Linked DNA regions of Gossypium hirsutum: region 1 is linked to region 2. Evidence: chromatin contacts called from public Hi-C data. All regions are on one chromosome and are shown on one strand. The core of a region is the stretch at or near the end of the contact, and the rest is flanking DNA. Distances in the headings are between cores, read along the strand shown.

Evidence for each region. A called contact is a pair of places that touch in the nucleus more often than the background predicts.
Region 1: a Hi-C map of leaf shows a contact between it and region 2, with 2.3 times the contacts expected there. The contact joins the promoter of LOC107900619 here to the promoter of LOC107900616 in region 2. A contact is called at or near these places in 13 of 34 Hi-C or Micro-C datasets (anther, callus, cotyledon and 4 more).

The regions. Positions count from the first base shown.
Region 1 is chrD06:43,301,561-43,306,638 of Gossypium_hirsutum_v2.1, forward strand. LOC107900619 (vacuolar protein 8) reads right to left here and starts at 1,566. Exons shown (of 1, transcript XM_041095886.1): 1 at 1-1,566. The coding sequence starts at 1,079.
Region 2 is chrD06:43,141,280-43,146,337 of Gossypium_hirsutum_v2.1, forward strand. LOC107900616 (vesicle-associated protein 4-2) reads left to right here and starts at 2,090. Exons shown (of 8, transcript XM_016826280.2): 1 at 2,090-2,505; 2 at 2,846-2,916; 3 at 3,082-3,163; 4 at 3,309-3,427; 5 at 3,906-3,986; 6 at 4,091-4,168; 7 at 4,328-4,447; 8 at 4,546-4,921. The coding sequence starts at 2,262. The coding sequence ends at 4,605.

The sequences.
Region 1 (5,078 bases), core at 316-2,815, 160 kb after region 2:
TCCCCAGAAGCTACGTTTTGAAGCAACTCCATTGAATTAATCAGCACGATTTCTTCTTTTGATCTTGTTAGCTTGATGAATGTTTCAATGGCACCTTCTTCGACCATAAACCTTTTAATCTCTTCAACACCAACAAGGTTTCTCAACACCCCACAAGCAAGACCAATTAGTTCCCCTCCAAAATCACCGCTTGAACATATTTTCAACAGTGCCGTCACCCCACCATCAGCTGAAACTGACCATGCATTGTCTGAATTTACAGTCAATGTCTGAAGACACCTAACAGCTCCTTCTTTGACCAAATTACTGCCGGTTTCCAAAACCCGATTTAAAGGGCCAATAATCCCAGCTTCAACTAAAACCCCTTTATACAAATCAAACCCAGAGATTAAAGATACAATCTTTGAAGCTTCTTCTTGAATTTCCATCTCTGGTGAATCAAGAAAATCGACCAACACTTTCACAATGTCACTAACTTCAAGTGCTACAAGTTTCATGTACCTTTCATCTTCAGCCATAACTTGATATAAATTCACCAAGGATTGCCTTTTCATTTCTATATCACCAATCTTCAACCTTGTCAACAAATCTCTTACATAGAACCTCATGTCATCTTTACAAGCACCAAAACCAGGCCTGGAAACAACAATGGCGAAACCATGGCTCAGAACCCCAGCAGTGTAAATCCCTGAAAGATTCTTTACATGGAGATCAAATTTTGCAACCATCACATCGAGGTCACTTTGCATCAGGAGCTTTCCACTGTAAGAAAGATCCACACATCTTCTCCCGAGATCATAACACTCGTTTACAGTTGCCAAAATGGAAGGAACCACGTCAGAGAAGGCCGCTGTGTTTTCACTTGAATCACAGTTTCCAACAGCCATCAACCCAGAACTCATCTCTTCTAGCTTCTTTCGAATGAGTTGCCATTTAACATTAAAAACCTTGATAGAATGTGAAAGAGAAATCAAAGAAGATATAACCTGAACAGCCTGCTTGATACTAGATTTCATTGCAGTGAAAGATTCTGTTGAATTCTGGTGCTGCTTTTGCATTGGTTTCTCTTCTTCTCCCATTTTTTTTTTTGGACCTTTTTCTTCAAACTCAATGCTTGCTTTGAAGGAAGGAATCTAACACTATCAAAGAAGAGAGAGAAAGAGGGCCACTGACTGCATATATCTAATCTAAAGTTATCTTTTCATGTTGCAGCTGCAACTGAAATGGGGGTCTTTAATTTTACATTTAGAATAGAGGGCTGACCGTTTAGGTGGTGTAACAGTGACAAGTCAATAGGATGAAGATAAGGGAATAAATTTCTGCCATAATAACAAGGGTTAAAACTTAAAAGGGTAGCTGAAGCTCACAGCGTGAAAAGAACTGAGGAGGGAGATGGTTAAAAGGGAAAAAGAAAAGTAGTGTATCTGATTCTGATCAGTGATAAAGGAGTTGAAGGGTTTCATCTCTTTATTGATGATTGTATTTGTAGAACACTGTACATGCATGAAGGGGGTTTTACAGTGGGTTGCTGTGGGGCCACCTATCTACAATAAGGTTTCTTTAGAATCTCATCAGATCTCATGAACTTTCTATTTACCTTTCCACCGTTTCAGTTTAATTGTATTGTAATCTGTACAAGGTAAGAAAATGAATTTATGGTAAAAATTTGAATTTTGATATAACGTAAATCAGCCTTAATTTGATTGTAATTCGTAAACCTTAATTCTTAATTACTCAAATGTAAATCAATCAACCAACGAATCTTGTTGGCTCATCTTTCCCACGTTAAATGTTAGCTTCTTTCTTCCATTATTTTTGGAGCAAGTGCCCATATTTTTCTATAACTGCATTTAAGGGGTAAATAAATAAATAGAGAAATGTCTCACTTTGTGAGAAATAATTTGATTTTTTATATTTTCTTTTCAAAATCCGCCAAATAAAAAGTGCAGCATAAAATGCAATTTAAATCTATATCATTTACGTATATTTCAATTTAGATAAGATGGAATGTAAAATGAAAAAAAAAACATCTACTATTACATAAAAAAAACCCCCTTATTTTAGAACTTTTTAAAAAGATTTAATTAAGCTGTTTTGAATTTTTCTTCACTTAATTGACTTTTAAACTAATAAAATTGAATCAAATAGGCTCTTTAACTGGTGTTTATCGGGTATTTGACTAAAATAATACAAAAAATACTAAAATAATATACAAAAAAGTTTATTTACAAAAATGGTACAAAAAAAACAAAACAAAACAGCTAAATGGAGGGCCTGCCACTGGCGGCACCAATGGTGCCTGTGGCAGAGGTGGCACCAACATGTTCGTATTTCAGCCCTTTGTTCGTATTTTTTTCTCCGGATTTTATTACTTTTAAAAAATATACTATTTTCTAATTTATTATTTTACATTATTTTAGTACATTATATTTGAAATGTATTCATTTAGTGTGTTTTTTATTGAAAGTAATAAAATCTGGGAAAAAAATACGAACAAAGGGCCGAAATAAGGATTTTTTTTAAATTTATTTAAAAAACACACTAAATGAATACATTTCAAACATAATGTACTGAAATAATGTAAAATAATAATGTAATAAGGCCCAATTGGCCTAGACTATTTACAAAACAAAAATGGGTCGTCCAGGCCCAATGTCCAAAACCTAGCCTACCTAACAGCCCAAATTACCCAAACCCTAGCCCCATGTTCGGTTCAGCGCCGCAAGCCCCAACAGTCTCCAGTGTCGCACCCAACGCCCAGTCGCCGCAAGACTCGGAGATCAGCCTCCCCACGCGCGCCGTTCGCTCCTCAAATACTCGCAAAACGGACTCAAATAGTCCAGATAATGTAAAACAACAAGAAACAAGGAAATAGGTTAGCGTTAGGCTATAAAAGCCTTTGAAAATCTGTAAAAAGGGGGATAGAGAGAAATACAAAAGAAAAAGATTGAAAAATACAAAGATTTTCTTTTGAAGGTGAATCGAGTTTCAGACTTTTTTTTATATTTTTTTTGTTCTTCTTTTTTTATTTTCTGCTTATTTGTTAAAAAATATATTCAAAAGGGTGAGGGGCTTACCTTCGAAGCTTCGCCGATGAAACCCCTGCTCGCCGTGTCCAAATCAGAAGTCTGGCGGAAGGTTGAGGCTTGAGGCAGTCGCGCGTTGCGGCGGCGGCGCAAAATGAGCTAGGGCCGAAACCCTATCAGAGGAAAAGGGGGCCAACCTTTCTTTTTTTTTATTTTTAACTCTGCAGCAATTTTTTTTAAAAAAAACATCTTTTTTTTGTTTAAATGATATTTTCAAAACGGCGTCGTTTTAGCCAGGTGCAACCCGCACGGTGACCCGACCCGGAGGGGAGGATCCGCGCGTTCTAGCTAATGGGGAAATTGCGCATTTGGTCCCCCCTTTTATAACATGCTTCAATTAAACCAGTTTTGTTTTGTTTTAAATTAGGCCGCATATTTGATGTCTGTTTCAATTTAGTCCCTTGTTGCGCAGCGTTTTGGAAGGAGGGGATAATTTCCCTTTTGGTCCTCCACTCTTGCGCGCATTCAACGTGGTTTTTTTTACTCCGAATTTACCCATTTTTTTCCTTTTTAGTTCAGTTTAACCCTTTTTTTAAACTGTTTTATTATTATTATTATTTTTCTAAATTATGTTATACTATTTTATCATGATTTTATTATTATTATTTTATAACATACATACATTTTATAATACATATACATTTTTTTTCATTTAATAATTCATACATTTTCTTTATATTATATGCATACAGATTTTCACACACACATATATATATATATATTTTTTCCCATAGTTTATTTATATATTATATTTATATATATTTTGTTCTTTTCTTGTAAATATATACGCATATGCATACGTTTTTTTTTATTTTCTACTTTTATATACTCTATATTTTATATGTATATGCTGATACATTTTTCTTATTTTTTGAAAATGTATACACATCTGCATGTTTTTATACTCTTATTTTATTGTCATTACATATATACATGCATATTTTTAGAAATTATTATAAATTTGTTGTATGTATTTCTTCACTTACCCTTTTTATATGTACACTTATATTTGTATGCTAAGTATGTGCCCACTCGTATTTTCGGATTTGCTTGTATATTGTACTTGTATATATATTTTGTAAATATGTACTTATATGTGTTTTACATTAAAGTTTTTGTATCATATTGTACATTATTTTTTTTAACATACCCTTTTTGAAAATATATTTTGGTTTTTTCCATTCATCAAAGTTATCTTCTTGACTTAAAGGTTTTTTTTTGAATAAAAGCATTGTTGGAAGTTTGGGATTTTCGAGGGAAATTGAGCCCTAACGTATTGAGTTCCGATTTTCTTTGTCAATCTTAAATGACCAAGAATATTTTTTATTCAAAATGCATAAAAATCATTTTTGGGAACTTAACTTGTTGTGCCCTAACGTATTGGATGTGGCATGTTACTTTCTCGAAATGAAGATTTTTCGTATAAAATAAAAGTGATATTCAAGTTTGGGGATTATGAGGAATTATACCCTTACGTATTGGGACTCGATTTCTTTACATGACTTGAACAATCGATTATCCTTTTGCAAATTTCATCATTCAAGCTTATTTTAAAATCTTTTTTTAACTTTCGACACTAAGACATTAAATAGTCAATTTGGTACCGATTTTGGGGCGTTACGAGGGTGCTAACCCTTCCTCGTGCGTAACTGACTCCCGAACCTGTTTTCAAAATTCGCAGACCAAAATAATTTTTAAGGTGGGCCGGTCACACCTAAATAAAGGATCGGTGGCAACTCCAATTCTGTTTTTTAAAGTCGACAAATAAAATTTTTGTTTTTCAAAAAACGGTTTCGACAAATAAAATTAGAAAATAGTATATTTTTTTAAAGTAATAAAATCCGGGAAAAAAATACGAACAAATGACCGAAATAATGGTTTTTTTAAATTTATTTAAAAAACACAGTAAATTAAAACATTTCAAACATAATTTACTAAAATAATGTAAAATAATAAAATACAAAAATAATATATTTTTATTGAAAGTAATAA
Region 2 (5,058 bases), core at 840-3,339:
ATGAAGTAGAGATCTACTTCTAATGACTATAAGAATTTAAAGAATATCAAAACTTATCTTGATCTTTATGGACACCCACTTAATAAGATATTCAAAATATATAATTTTGTAATCATTATAGCCTTAATTGCTATCTCAGTCAACCAATAGCACGTGATGAAAAATTGAAAAAAAATTAAATTAAAAAAAATAAGAAAAAGAAAACCTCAGCCTTCCCCTCTCTGAAACAGAACCAAACCCCTCTCTCCCTATCCCTTTCGGCCTCTCTATCTCTCTCCCGGCTAATGAATTGCTCAGGGTGGAAGCATTGGAGGTAAGTACCAGTCCTGACTTCATCAATGACAGTGAGCTCAAGCTCAACAAACACAGCACTAGGGATGTGCTTTCCGACTCTAGTTTCACTGAAAATGTTGTTAAAAGCATCATCACCTCCTCCGACAGCCTTGTCAAGTTGTTAACTCGAACACAACTGCTTGTTATTTATTGACCAAACCTTAAACTCCAAAGATAAATAGCAATAATCTCCTAAAGCATTCAAAATGACTTAAATGTTTAACACTGTTCAAATTTGAAAAAAAACCAAAAAAACTCTGGCTTATCAGATCCAATTGAAAAAAACAAAGCCAAACATGAAAAATAAAGACCTAAAATTATCAGATCTAATAGAAAATCAAACAAATAACTAACATCTACTAAAAAAAATTAGATTTTTATTTTTAGTTTATCTTGAATTTAGTTTCTTCAAATAGAGAAGGGGAGGAAGGGAGATTTTTTCAATTTATGTGTTTTTTTTCGGGTAAACTAAAAACTATGGTTTTTTTTTCCTTTTTTATTATTCAACTATAAAATGTTACAAAATAGACACCTAATCATTACTATTTTTTTGTCACTCAACTATTCAATTTATTTTTTTGTCACCTAATTATCTTGGATTTTTTGGTTTTTTTATTTTTACGATAGTTAGTAGATAGTTGGGTGATAAAAAAAAAAGACAAAATTGACTAATTGAGTGACAAAAAAAAATTACTAATAAATGAGTGACCATTTTGTAACTTTTCATAGTTGAGTAGCCAAAAAAAAATATAAACCATAATTGGGTGACCTCTATTGTAGTTTACCCATTTTTATTTAGAAATTATTTTTCTTTTTTCAACTGAAATAAAAAAAACTAATTCCTAAATACGAGTCAACTCTTAATTGACTGAAAAGTTTTTTTTAACGAAATTATAACTTAGGTATCTAATTAATAACAATTAAAGATCAAACTCAAGTACCTTACTCAAAGAAAGGAAGGGTATAATTTAATGGCTTATTATTCAATTAAGCTTATTTAAAAAACAAATCAATTTAGATTTTGAATGTGGAAACTATATTTTTTGAATTTAATAGTTTTTAATCCGAACTCTTGACTTTGCATTTTCTTTAAATATCAAAATTTACTAGACAATATTTTATAAATTCTTTTTGTTTTACAAATAAACTAAAAACAAATTAAAATTTCAACATTTGAATCTATTTAATTTTTAAGCTCAAATTTTATATAGAAATAAGTCCCTTTGAAGCATAACTTAAGTTGATCCATGGTATGCGCAAAAGAAAAGAAACATGGTAAATTACAACTTTTTTCCTGATCTAGGCTAGTTGCTTAAGACTTAAAGACGAGCAGATGAAGGCAATGATTCAATTTCCGCGTTACTCCCACTAATTATTTCTGTTATTATATCCTTAATTAACTTTCAAACACAAGAATACATAACTTAATCAATCCTTCTAAATTAAACAAAAGGGTTTATTGGTATTTTAAAATCAAATTTCTTGACATTTCTGTTTCCTGTTGAATAAATAGAAGACGGAAAAACGCGTGAATCTTTTAATTAATTAAAAGTACAATCCAAAATTACTTAGCCATTCCAAAGCCCTGAAAGTCGTGGTTGAATCCGTTTACTTCCCGCGGCAGTTTATAATAGAAAGGACGACGAAATTAGCTGCGAAACAACGGTTTTTTAAAATAAATAATTGAAACTGGATACGGTGTCGTTTCTGAGAGATCGATTGACTTTTAAAGGGGAAAAGCGGACTTCAAATTCTCCCAAGTCAAATACAGTACAATCCAAGCTCTAAAATCCGACCCCCCCCCCTCTCGCTCTCTGCCTCATTTCCTTGTCACGAGTTTCTCGATTCGAGTACCAGTGGAAGTTCCTTCCTCTGCGAAACGTAAAGAAACGGTGTCCTATATGCCCTCGTGATTCTTTTGAGATAAGATGGCTATAGAAACCGACCAGAAGTCATCGTCCGACGGCAAAGTTTGGGGGTTCTTTAAGCTGCCGTTTAGACAAACCAGGAACACCACCAGTACGACGTCTTCTTCCTCCGCTCAAACTCAGCCTCACCTTGAAGGATCCAACCATCATGCCTCGGCTAACTCCGTTTCCTCTGTCGCCAAGTCGCTTTTGCCGACTCGTCGCCGGCTTAAACTTGATCCGGCTAATAAGCTCTATTTTCCATGTAAGTACTATTCTTCTTTGCTGTATTATCTGATTCTAAATTTCCCGTTTGTTTGATTCAATATTCAGCAAAACTTTTGATGCTTATTTCTTGCAATTAACAGTAAGTTGAAAAAAAATATTTTATAGTAGAGATTGTTCAGAATCAAGATTGTTGATTAAAGTAGCTGATATAAGCGGACTAAAATTTGTTGTTACTCTTTATTTGAAATACTTTTGACTTAAATCAGGAAATTTTCAATTCGATTTATTTCGGAAGAAATTGTATAATTTTTTTCCAAGTATATGGAAATAATCTTTTCTCTTATTCTTGATTGTATATTACGTTTTCTTTTTCGAAGATGAACCTGGCAAACAAGTGAGGAGCGCGGTCAGGATAAAAAACACGAGCAAGTCATATACAGCTTTCAAGGTAAAAACCTTAAACCTTTGAAAATTTTCAATTTTGCTTTGTTTGTATTAGTCTTTGTTATTTGTCTATGTTTGCTGTATACATTAGAAACTGAAGTGGAATGATGTTGTGCTTTATGACAATTGCTTTGATTTGTAATGAACCCTTTTGTTTCTGTTGGTTTAGTTTCAAACTACAGCGCCCAAGAGTTGTTTCATGCGCCCACCAGGTGCTATTCTTGCACCTGGGGAGAGCATCATTGCGACCGGTAATTGCTTCCTTCTGTACACACACCCGTTAATTCTAGTTTTGATTATGCATTGACAATTTGTTATTAATATATATTTAATGTTTGTCTTATCTTCTGAAAGATTCTTATGAATTTCTCTTCCTCGTTTGAATGGATTTACTAGTCTTTAAGTTTGTTGAGCAACCTGAGAACAATGAAAAGCCAATGGATCAAAAGAGCAAGGTTAAGTTTAAAATCATGAGTCTCAAGGTGAAGGGTCCAATGGAGTATGTTCCCGAGCTGGTGAGTTGAACTTCTCCTGTAAAACTGTATTTTCATATTATTCACATGATGACAACCAATAAGAAGACTTTTTAATTTGACTACATTTAGATGTTAGTGAGCTTATGATGAACATAAAGTAATATTCTGGTGATGCATATAATATTTACTTTGTGGCTAATAGTGTTTAAGTTTCTCTACAAACACGTAACTTTATGGGGTGACCTTACAGATAGATAAGCAGTGCTAATCTGAAGCATAAAATGTCACTGTGGAACAGAACTTCTATATCCAATATTCTTCTTTTTTGGGATTTGTACCTTTTGTCTGCAACATAAAGAAACTACTGTGCTTTATAGGCAGATTTTTTTTTCTTTGTCATTGAGTTGTCCTGGTGTTGCTGTAAATTGACTTTTGAAGCCGACATATGCCCAATTATCATGCTTAATCAGATAATAATCTCTTGTTGGAAAGCTGATTTTGGGCCCATTTTTGATAGGGCAAGCATGATTTTCAATCAATTTTATGGGTTGTTTGGCTGCATTTGTTTGATGCGCAATTGAGAATATTCTTTTACCATGTACGCTATTGATTGCTTCTCTGCCTGTCTGATCTTTTTTCTTTTTATTTGAGGTTGGATATTTGTAAATTGTGTAATCAATCTTAGGTGCCTGTCTTTTGCAGTTTGATGAGCAAAAGGATCAAGTGGCAATAGAGCAGATTTTGCGGGTTGTTTTTCTAGATCCCAAGCGCCCTTGTCCTGTAAGTACCGCTACCATATTACCACCATAAGTCACTGATATATGTGCCCTTATTCATGTTAGCGTGTCAATGCTTTCCGCCTGCATGATGTTTGACATGCATGCCAAATTATCGAAATCATAGCAAACTAAACGGCTTAAATATTTTTATGGGTTTAAGGCTCTGGAAAAATTGAAGCGCCAATTAGCTGATGCCGATGCTGCAGTTGAGGCACGCAAAAAGCCTCCAGAGGATGCAGGTCCAAGGATAATTGGGGAAGGACTTGTGATAGATGAATGGGTAAGCTTTCTTGTAATCATCTGATGAAAAATTATTCTTATAGATATTTTACTTGTATGATATGGAATTACTTGCGACTGTAAATTTCTGTCATGCAGAAAGAGCGAAGGGAAAGATACCTTGCACGGCAGCAGATTGAAGGAGTAGACTCAGCTTAAAGTGGTAATTCTTCATCAGTTTCCTCGTTGTATGGTTGAAGTTTTATATAGTCGTCTCGTGCTTATGTGCATCAAATCATTTCATGTAACGCAAAGGGTGTTGTCTCAGAAGAATGATCTGGAAATTTCGAAATATTTTGTGGTTGTAAAGAAGAGTGAAGCTGAAATTTCTGTAATTGGAGACTTGAAATCAGCTAGTTACCATCTGCATTGTAGATAATGTGATTTTGCCGCCTCCCTAAGGGGAATAAAACTGTTCTTCATGGGGTGTAATACACTAAATGGATATCAAACGGAGTAGGAGTATTTAAATGCATACATAATCAATAATGTTCTGAATCAATTACCTTTAGGAAAATGTCACATTTGAACAATTTTCGTCCAGTGCTCTTGTAACCTTAAAAAGCAAATCAAGTACGGGATGACATACTCACATCTGTGTGAATGCATAGG